2 separate regions of the Mus musculus genome follow, and region 1 is linked to region 2. The links are chromatin contacts, called in public promoter capture Hi-C maps. All regions are on one chromosome and are shown on one strand. Each heading gives the region's core, a stretch centred on a gene start, on an enhancer-like site or on the middle of the called end of the contact. The rest is flanking DNA. Distances are from core to core; before and after follow the strand shown.

Evidence for each region. Promoter capture Hi-C pulls out the DNA fragments that hold promoters and counts their contacts.
Region 1: a promoter capture Hi-C map of embryonic stem cells shows a contact between it and region 2, with 2.6 times the contacts expected there. The contact joins the promoter of H4f16 here to the promoter of Pbp2 in region 2. A contact is called at or near these places in 1 of 39 promoter capture datasets (embryonic stem cells) and 1 of 9 other capture datasets (macrophages).

The regions. Positions count from the first base shown.
Region 1 is chr6:136,802,028-136,806,261 of GRCm38.p6, reverse strand. It overlaps H4f16 (H4 histone 16), which reads left to right and starts at 1,831. Exons shown (of 1, transcript NM_175652.3): 1 at 1,831-2,269. The coding sequence starts at 1,883. The coding sequence ends at 2,194.
Region 2 is chr6:135,307,912-135,312,286 of GRCm38.p6, reverse strand. It overlaps Pbp2 (phosphatidylethanolamine binding protein 2), which reads left to right and starts at 1,903. Exons shown (of 1, transcript NM_029595.3): 1 at 1,903-3,158. The coding sequence starts at 1,940. The coding sequence ends at 2,503. All of the region lies in intron 3 of Gm36640 (a long non-coding RNA gene), which reads right to left. Gm36582 (predicted gene, 36582) reads left to right here. Exons shown (of 4, transcript NR_157238.1): 4 at 1-132.

The DNA.
Region 1 (4,234 bases), core at 582-3,081, 1.5 Mb before region 2:
CCAAGTGAAGTGGGGCCTGTCTGTGATCTTAGTATAAAGGAGGCGTGGACAGGAGAGTCAAGATTGTCCATCGAAGATTGTCCATCGTTAGCTACAGAGAGAGTTCCCACCTAGCCTGAGCTACATAGGATCCTGTCCCAAGATACAAAATATTAAACACACACAGAGAAAAACCAACCCCATGTACTTCTATCTATGTACATCTTTATTTCCTAGCACAGTAATGAGCTAACCAGGAGCTGGGGTCCCCCATACACCTTTGGATCTGAACAATATACTCCACCATCAAGGAGGTATCCCGGAGCCAACTTCCTCAGAATCCTGGCTGTACCACCTAACAGCTGACTTTCATATACTATCTAATGCTCCTAAGCATTCGATAGGTTATATATTCTAAGTCAATGTGTATGGAAACCTCTGGTGCAGTTTTGGGGAAGAAAGCTCTAGAATATCTTCTGTAAACCATCTTAAATGTATGTTTATGGAAAGGTCTCTTTGCTTTCTTTTTGCTTTTCTCTCTTTTTTTTGTGTGTGTTGTTGTTGATTGTTTGTTTGTTTGTTGACACACAGTTTTACAAATTTGAATAAGTATTCTGGCAGCAGCTTTCATTTTGGTAAGAATTCTGAAGAGCAAGGGATTTAAAATCATGAGGTAAAATTCAATGATTAAGGCTTCTTCCCCCTCCAGCTATCCTAGAGCTCAATCTCTAAGAGACAGGGAGGGGACAAACAAATGAAATGCTGTTTGAGTTGTGGAACTAATGGGAATTGTAAAGTACTACAAACTAAACGCATTTATCCTGCTGCCTTTTTCTTTTTTTTTAAGATTTATTTATTTATTATATGTAAGTACACTGTAGCTATCTTCAGACACACCAGAAGAGGGCATCAGTTCTCATTACAGGTGGTTGTGAGCCACCATGTGGTTGCTGGAATTTGAACTCAGGACCTTCAGAAGAGCAGTCAGTGCTCTTCACCACTGAGCCATCTCTCCAGCCCAAAACCTGCTGTCTTTAAAAACGAAACAAACTTAAGGACAGTCCTGTTATTCGGAGTCATGCTTTTGACTTCTGGTACTTTACAAGCTATTTGAGTGGGGAGGAGGGGAAATGTATTTGAGTCTGTCTAGCCTAGGCTGGCCCCAGCTCTTGGCAATCCTGCCTCAGCCTCCGGAGAGCCTAAATTACAGATGTGAGTCACCAGGTCTCTTTTAAACGCAAGCAACAAGGACCTCGGATCTAAATGACAAGTTACAATAGTTCAGCTAAGTAACTATAGGAACAATTGGCTGAAAAGCGAATACCAATGTGTTTGCAATGCAGGAGCAGAAAATCCATACACTGCAGAAACAGTTGAAACCAAATAGGAAGTGGGAACTAGCATAATTTTCTTATCGTGGCCACAAAAGAAAGGCACTAAAACACTTCTATCCCCTCAAAAGACTCTCTCGTGAAAATGTAAACTGCTTCGGTATAAGACCTAGTAAGCTAGATTTCTATTGCTAGCTTCTTTTCATTTTCACATTAAAGTTGTGTAAAAACAAGCATGCTGCTTAGAAAATACCGAATCAGCGTGCACTGAAGATAACAAGCATGATGCGCCGTTTTTATTTGTGCTAAAAAAAAAAAAGAGGAGAAATAGATTGTTACCTTATATTATTTAAACTTTCAAATGTGCTAGGGTTCCTGGAATTTGGAGAGGGAACCGAAAGGGTTTTATGGTTCTTGGGAGACAGCAGAGCACAAAGAGCCAGGGGGTGGAGTCTAGAGCTCCGCCCACTCCTTGCTGTTTTCAATCAGGTCCGCTCCCAGGAAATATAAGCTCTTGCTCGGCGGCGGATTACTGTAGTTTCTCCTGTCTCTTTATTAGGTTGTTTACTAATATGTCAGGACGAGGAAAAGGCGGCAAGGGTCTGGGGAAAGGTGGCGCCAAGCGACACCGCAAGGTTCTCCGCGACAACATCCAGGGCATTACCAAGCCCGCTATCCGGCGGTTGGCTCGGCGTGGCGGCGTGAAGCGCATCTCGGGTCTCATCTACGAGGAGACTCGCGGTGTCCTCAAGGTTTTCCTTGAGAATGTGATCCGCGACGCCGTCACCTACACCGAGCACGCCAAGCGCAAGACGGTTACGGCTATGGACGTGGTGTACGCGCTCAAGCGCCAGGGCCGCACTCTGTACGGCTTCGGCGGCTAAGCGAGCCCTCCTGTGCCTAGGCCGTTCCCTTGGCCGGCTTCCCCCATCCACAAAGGCCCTTTTCAGGGCCCACAAAGCATCAGAAAGGAGCTGTGGACATTTGTAGTTCTCACTAGTTATGAGCGTCTCATTACTTTTTGTATTTGGTATGCTTTGTCTTGTATGCAAATTGAGCTGCCTGGGTGCACTTTTTCATTGGAGGACTTGGGCTGGTGGCCCCGCCTACCGCCTGGGACCTGCTCAGAATGCTTGCGGAGTGGTCTGCGTGAATGAGTTTTTTTAGGTGTCTGTTGAGTTGACAGCCCCAGAGTGCTAGGGTGCAGCCTCTGCGGACGCTCTAAAAAGGGGAAAAAAGCTCCTGTAGAGACAGTGGACCTGAATGAGGGCAGGTGTGGAGGCTTGGAACCCCACAATAAAGTCACCCTGTAGCTTAAACTTGGCTTTCTCAGCTGTAGCTGTTTCTCTGCCTTAAGCACGTGGGTTTGGGGGAAGAGGAGCACTCGGATGTCTACCATTTAGTTCAGGCTGGTATAAGTCTTTCGGTGGTCCTTCTGTTTCAGCTTCCACAGACCATATGTGTCTCATTTAAGTCTTCAGAGTAGGTTAGTCACAGCCCTTGCTGCTCCTTCAAAGTACTTGTATTCGATGCTCCATACCCAGATGGGTTTAACTCTGGATCCAGGAAGTCGCTTCCTTAGGCCCCTGGACTCAGGTCTGCTTACCGGCTTTCTGTACACATTACTCAAAACGGTAGTTTTGTTTTTCAGATCTCTAGGTTTTTACATCTGATGTTTACGGGTCTTCTCACTGGCTGAAGAAATAGGAGACTGTTCCTACAGTTCCTGGAGCAGGAACCTGGCATTTCATTAAGATATGGTTATCTCGTGTTCAATGCTTTCTGTGTGGCAGAAACTTGGTGCGGTCTTTCAGCAGATTTATTTTAAGTGTTGATAGTGAGTACAGCTGTGGATGAGACAACGAAGGCTAAAATTTTGGAGCCTAGATTTGAACTCTGCTCTGTGCGATTTTACACAACCTCGTTTTATGTGCCACTGGTGTTTTTGTTTGTTTGTTTGTTTTGTTTTGTTTTGTTTTTTGTTTTTGCGAGAGTCTTCTCTGCCCCTGTGGGCTGACACTTCACTTCTAGAGTCTGAGCATACATAACACTGATACCATTAGTCTAGTGAACTCATTTTCTTAAAGCAAGTGAAAAATGAGATGTTTATTTTTCTGTCTTGAGAAATATTTCAGTTACAGTTATATGGTTTTTATTTTCTTATAAAGTCACATGTTCTATCAAACTATGAAACACAAAATGTAATAATAATGATTATCACCCCTCTTTTAATCTGAGTTTTGATTATTTGAGATAATCAAACATCTATAACTATTACTAGCAAAAAGAAATGAAACAAAAAAATGAAACTTAAATATCATTTATTATTACACAAATAACAACAGCAACAAAAGTATTTGTGCATTCACTGTGGAAATCATTTCTCTCAAAAGGCTTAAATTAGAAACTGCCATGTCACCTGCCCGGATGGAAAGTTACTTAGTGGTAAGAAAAACAGAAATCTTACACTGACAAGATGATGGACGGGACAGAAATCACTATATTAAGCAAAATTGTGTGGGAAGCCGCCCTCACATTTGCCATTATAAGATGGCGCTGACAGCTGTGTTCTAAGTGGTAAACATAATCTGCACACGTGCAGGGGCAGTTTTCCCGCCATGTGTTCTGCCTTTCTCGTGATGACAACTGGGCCGATGGGCTGCAGCCAATCAGGGAGTAATACGTCCTAGGCGGAGGATAATTCTCCTTAAAAGGGACGGGGTTTTGCCATTCTTGTTCTTTCTCTTGCTTTCTTGTTCTTGTTCTTTTTCTTGCTCTTGTTCTTTTTCTTTCTCTTGCTTTCTTGTTCTTTTTCTCTCTCTTGCTTTCTTGTTCTTTCTCTTGCTTTCTTGTTCTTGTTCTTTTTCTTGCTCTTGCTTTTTCTCTCTCTTGTTCTTGCTTTTTCTCTCTCTTGTTCTTGCTTT
Region 2 (4,375 bases), core at 654-3,153:
TCCTTTCATGGCTGAATAGAATTCTGTTCCCGTTGTTTATACGTGTATTTTGCTTGCCCATTCATGGACATTGGGTTGCTTCCAACTTTGGGCTATTGTGAACACTGTTACTATAAACACTGATATACAGGTTTTTATGTGGGCATTTATTCTGACTTCTCTTGGGTATATATCTAGAAACTGATGCTGGGTTGTAAAGTAACTTTTATGGGCAGTCACTTGAGGAGCAAACAGTACTGTTTCTCATCTTCACCAGGTCTCTGAGGGCTTCTATTGTTCCACATGCCCAATGGTCCCTGTTGAATTGGACTCTCTGTCCTGGCCACCCTGTGTGGATATGGCATTGATTTGCTCTTTCTTAATGACTTACAACGTCTACCATTTCTTCATGTTCTCTTGGCCGTGTGTATATTTTCTTAAGAGAAATGTCTACTCAAAGCCTTGCCCCATTATTTAGATTAGTTGAAATGTATCATTAAATTGTAAATCCTTTATAGACTCAAGATATTTCCCAAGTATATGATCTGCAAAAATGTTTAAAAATCCACTTCATATATCACCTTTTCTTATATTTTAAGTACTTGAAAAGGATATTTAATGTGGATATTAAGGGAGGGGGTGTTCTACTAAATATGTGCAGAGATCGGAGAACAACCTGTGGGAGTTAGTTCTCTCCTTTAACTGTGTGGGACCCAGGGATCAAATTCAGATACTGAGGTTGGTTGCAGACACCTTTACCTACTGAGCCATCTTGCTGGCCCATCCCAGCCTCTTCTCATCATTAATAATAATACTTTGGGCAACACAGAATATATTTTAATTTTAATGAAATCCAGTTTGTCTTTTTCTTTTATGGATCATATCTTGGTTATTTTATTTGATTGCTTTTGATTTGTTACATTGCTTTATTTGTTTATTTGGTTGGTTAGTTGGATGGTTGGGGTGCACAAGTGTGTCGGTGTGTGGCTACGTGGGTGTGTGAGTGTGTGCGTGTACGAGTGTGTAAGAAAGTACATGTGTGCATATATGCAAAGCCAGAGAACAAATTCTACCACATAGGGCCTAGGTCATGAGGCTTGTCAATGGGCGCCTTTATCCACTGAGCCAGCCCACATTTCAGTGTTATAGCTAAGAATCCATTACCAAATCCAAAGTCATAAAAATTTAGCCCCGTGTTTTCTTCTAACAGTCTTTTAAACTCTTACATTTAGGTCGCTGACTTGATTAACGCATTCTGCTTTGATTAACTTCTATCTGGTGCTAGGTTTGGGGCCGACATTACTCTTTTGCCTGTGAATGAATGTCCAATGATTTCAGAACCAACTCCCCTGTTGAGTGCCTGCCTTCATGGTTGGAAAATCCCTTCACATGGCTGTACATCTGGATGTACTTGCTCAGATCCCTCATACTATGTGAGTCTGCAGTGTCTCCATTAGTATGGTTGGTGCTCTCTTTAAACTAGAACACGTGGGCATCTTCCAACTTTTTTTTTCCTTTTACCACGATAGCTTTGACTATTCTGGCTCCTTGCAAATCCATCTTTACAAATTCTAAACTCAGCAGTTTCTACAAAGATGCTGCGATTTGGACAGGACTTTCATTGAATCTACACACTATCTTAGTTAGAGGATATTAATGTCTTGTTAATTCCCAAGTCTTACCCACAAACATGGAGTGATTTCTCTTTATTTATTTAGATCCTGTTCAACAATATCTTGTACTTTTCAAACTATGGTTTTCATAATTTTTTGTAAAAATTTGTTCTTGATATTTTAATTTTAGCACTAAAAAAAAATTTGAACTTTGGGAGTCATTCATTGAGGTATATAAAAATACAAAACTGTGTGCTCCCGCGGCTGCAGAGCTTGTGTGGTCACGGCCAGTTCTCAGCGCAGCACGCGCCTTCAGCAGCACCCAACCGCCACTCCAGCCTCTCACCATGCCTACAGACATGAGCATGTGGACCGGGCCGCTGAGCCTCCACGAAGTGGATGAGCAGCCCCAGCACCTACTGCGGGTCACCTACACCGAGGCGGAGGTGGAAGAGCTGGGCCAAGTGCTGACGCCCACCCAGGTTAAGCACAGACCCGGAAGCATTTCATGGGATGGCCTTGACACAGGGAAACTCTACACCTTGATCCTCACAGACCCGGATGCTCCCAGTAGGAAGAAACCCGTGTACAGGGAATGGCACCATTTTCTGGTGGTCAACATGAAAGGCAATGACATCAGCAGTGGGAACGTCCTCTCGGATTACGTGGGTTCCGGACCTCCCAAGGGCACTGGCCTCCATCGCTATGTCTGGCTGGTGTACCAGCAGGACAAGCCACTGAGATGTGACGAACCCATCCTCACCAACCGGTCTGGAGACCATCGTGGGAAGTTCAAAACTGCAGCCTTCCGCAAGAAGTATCACCTGGGAGCCCCGGTGGCCGGCACGTGTTACCAGGCAGAATGGGACAGCTATGTACCAAAGCTGTACAAACAGCTGTCTGGGAAATAGGAGGATCTCTTGATGATCATGGCCACTCCTGCCATATTATTATCGGGTTCAGCAATGAGTGGCATGTCTTTCCTTTTCCCATTCCCACCTGCCCAAGGGATTCTTGAGCTGTTGTAGGGAGGTAGTTTAGGATGACTTTTTCTCACCCTAAAGATTCCAAATAGTTGCACCCAGTTGGTTTTGATCAAACTTAAGCTCCATCTGGTGGAGATTTGGCACTGTGATGGACTCGTTATATTGGTAATAAAAGAACAGTAACTCTGAAAGTAAAGAAGGCAAAATCCAAGGGAAAAGACCAGGCCTACAGGAAGAAAGCAAGGACTGGCCTCTGCCTCTGTTCTGAATCAGGAGCTGTGCTCAGTGGTTCCAGTTCTCAGAGTTGTCTGAAGGTCCTGTCTCCCACCTGCACAACCAGAGACTTAGTATCTGGGTGATCCTAGGCATACAGCTGGACAAGTATCTGTGTCTTATGCCTCCATTAAAGAGCAGAGCTCTGTTAAGAAGCAATCAGGAAGACACCTCTGCTGTGTGCTGGCTTGGCATGAGCCCGGATGCAGTCCTGAACAAAAATAGTTATTCTGGGAGTTGTTTACATTAATTCTGTTTGCTTATTGTCAAATTAAAAAAATTAAAGCAGAAAACAAACTATATGATGAATTTTTGTGTTGTTGATCTTATTGAATCATTTGTTGAATCGTAATTGTTTCACTACTTTGGTTGGTCGGTTGGTGGATTTATTAAAACATTTCTGGGGTTTTATTAGTTTTTTATTATTGTTGTTTTGTTTATAGTGTCTCATGTAGCCCAGGCTAGTCTCCAAATTCTGACCTTCCTACTTCTATCCCCCTAGTGCTGGGATTATAGGCATGTACCATCATGCTTGTTGGTTTTGTGGGGGTTTCTCTTGTTTTTCTTTGGTTTTTGAGTCAGCGTGTGGTGGTTTGAAAACGCTTGCCCCAGGGAGTGGCACTATTAGGAGGTATTGCCTTATTGGAGTAGGTATGGCCTTGTTGGAGGAAGTATGTCACTATGGAGGTAGACAATGAGACCCTCCTTCTAACCATGTAGGACCCAGCCTTCTGGTGGACTTCAGAATAAGATGTAAAACTCTCAGCTCCTCCTGCACCATGCCTGCCTTGATGCTGCCATGCTCCCACCTTGATGGTAATGGATTGAACCTCTGAACCTATAAGCCAGCCCCAATTAAATGTCTTTACAAGAGTTGCCTTGGTCATGGTGTCTGTTTACAGAAGTAAAACCCTAACCAAGACACAGGGTCTGCTACATTAGCCTGTTATGCACTATGTAGCCCAGGCTGGCCTTGAACTTACAGCAATTCTCCAGACTTAGCTTGCTAAGTGCTGAGTTATAGAGCTAGATGATAACTGGTTTTTCTTGATTTTGTTTGTGTGTGTGTATGTGTATGTATGTATGTATGTATGTATGTATGTATGTATGTATGTATGTATGTATGTATGTAAAAGACCATTCCTTCTGTGAATAGGGATGGTTTTCTTTCTCTTTGATCCAGCTCCTGTCTGATTGTCCTAACTAGATCCACTAATAGAATCAGAGATCAAAAGAGCCAGGACAGCATCTTTGTCATGTGTCTGACCTTCTGTGGAACCATCCAATCTCTTCTCTTAATGTGATGCTAGCCCTGGGTTTTCAGAGATGCCTTGTACCTTGTTGAGGAAGTTTCCATCTAGTCCTGGTTTGCTAATTACTTGATCCCCAAAGTGTGTCGATTTCTGAAGTGTTTTCTCTGCACCTGTTGGGATGATCACAACATTTTTATTCCCTTGATTACTGAGTTGCATCCATTAGGTCACAAATGTGACCCACGACCTTACAGGAGATACAGAGCCACAA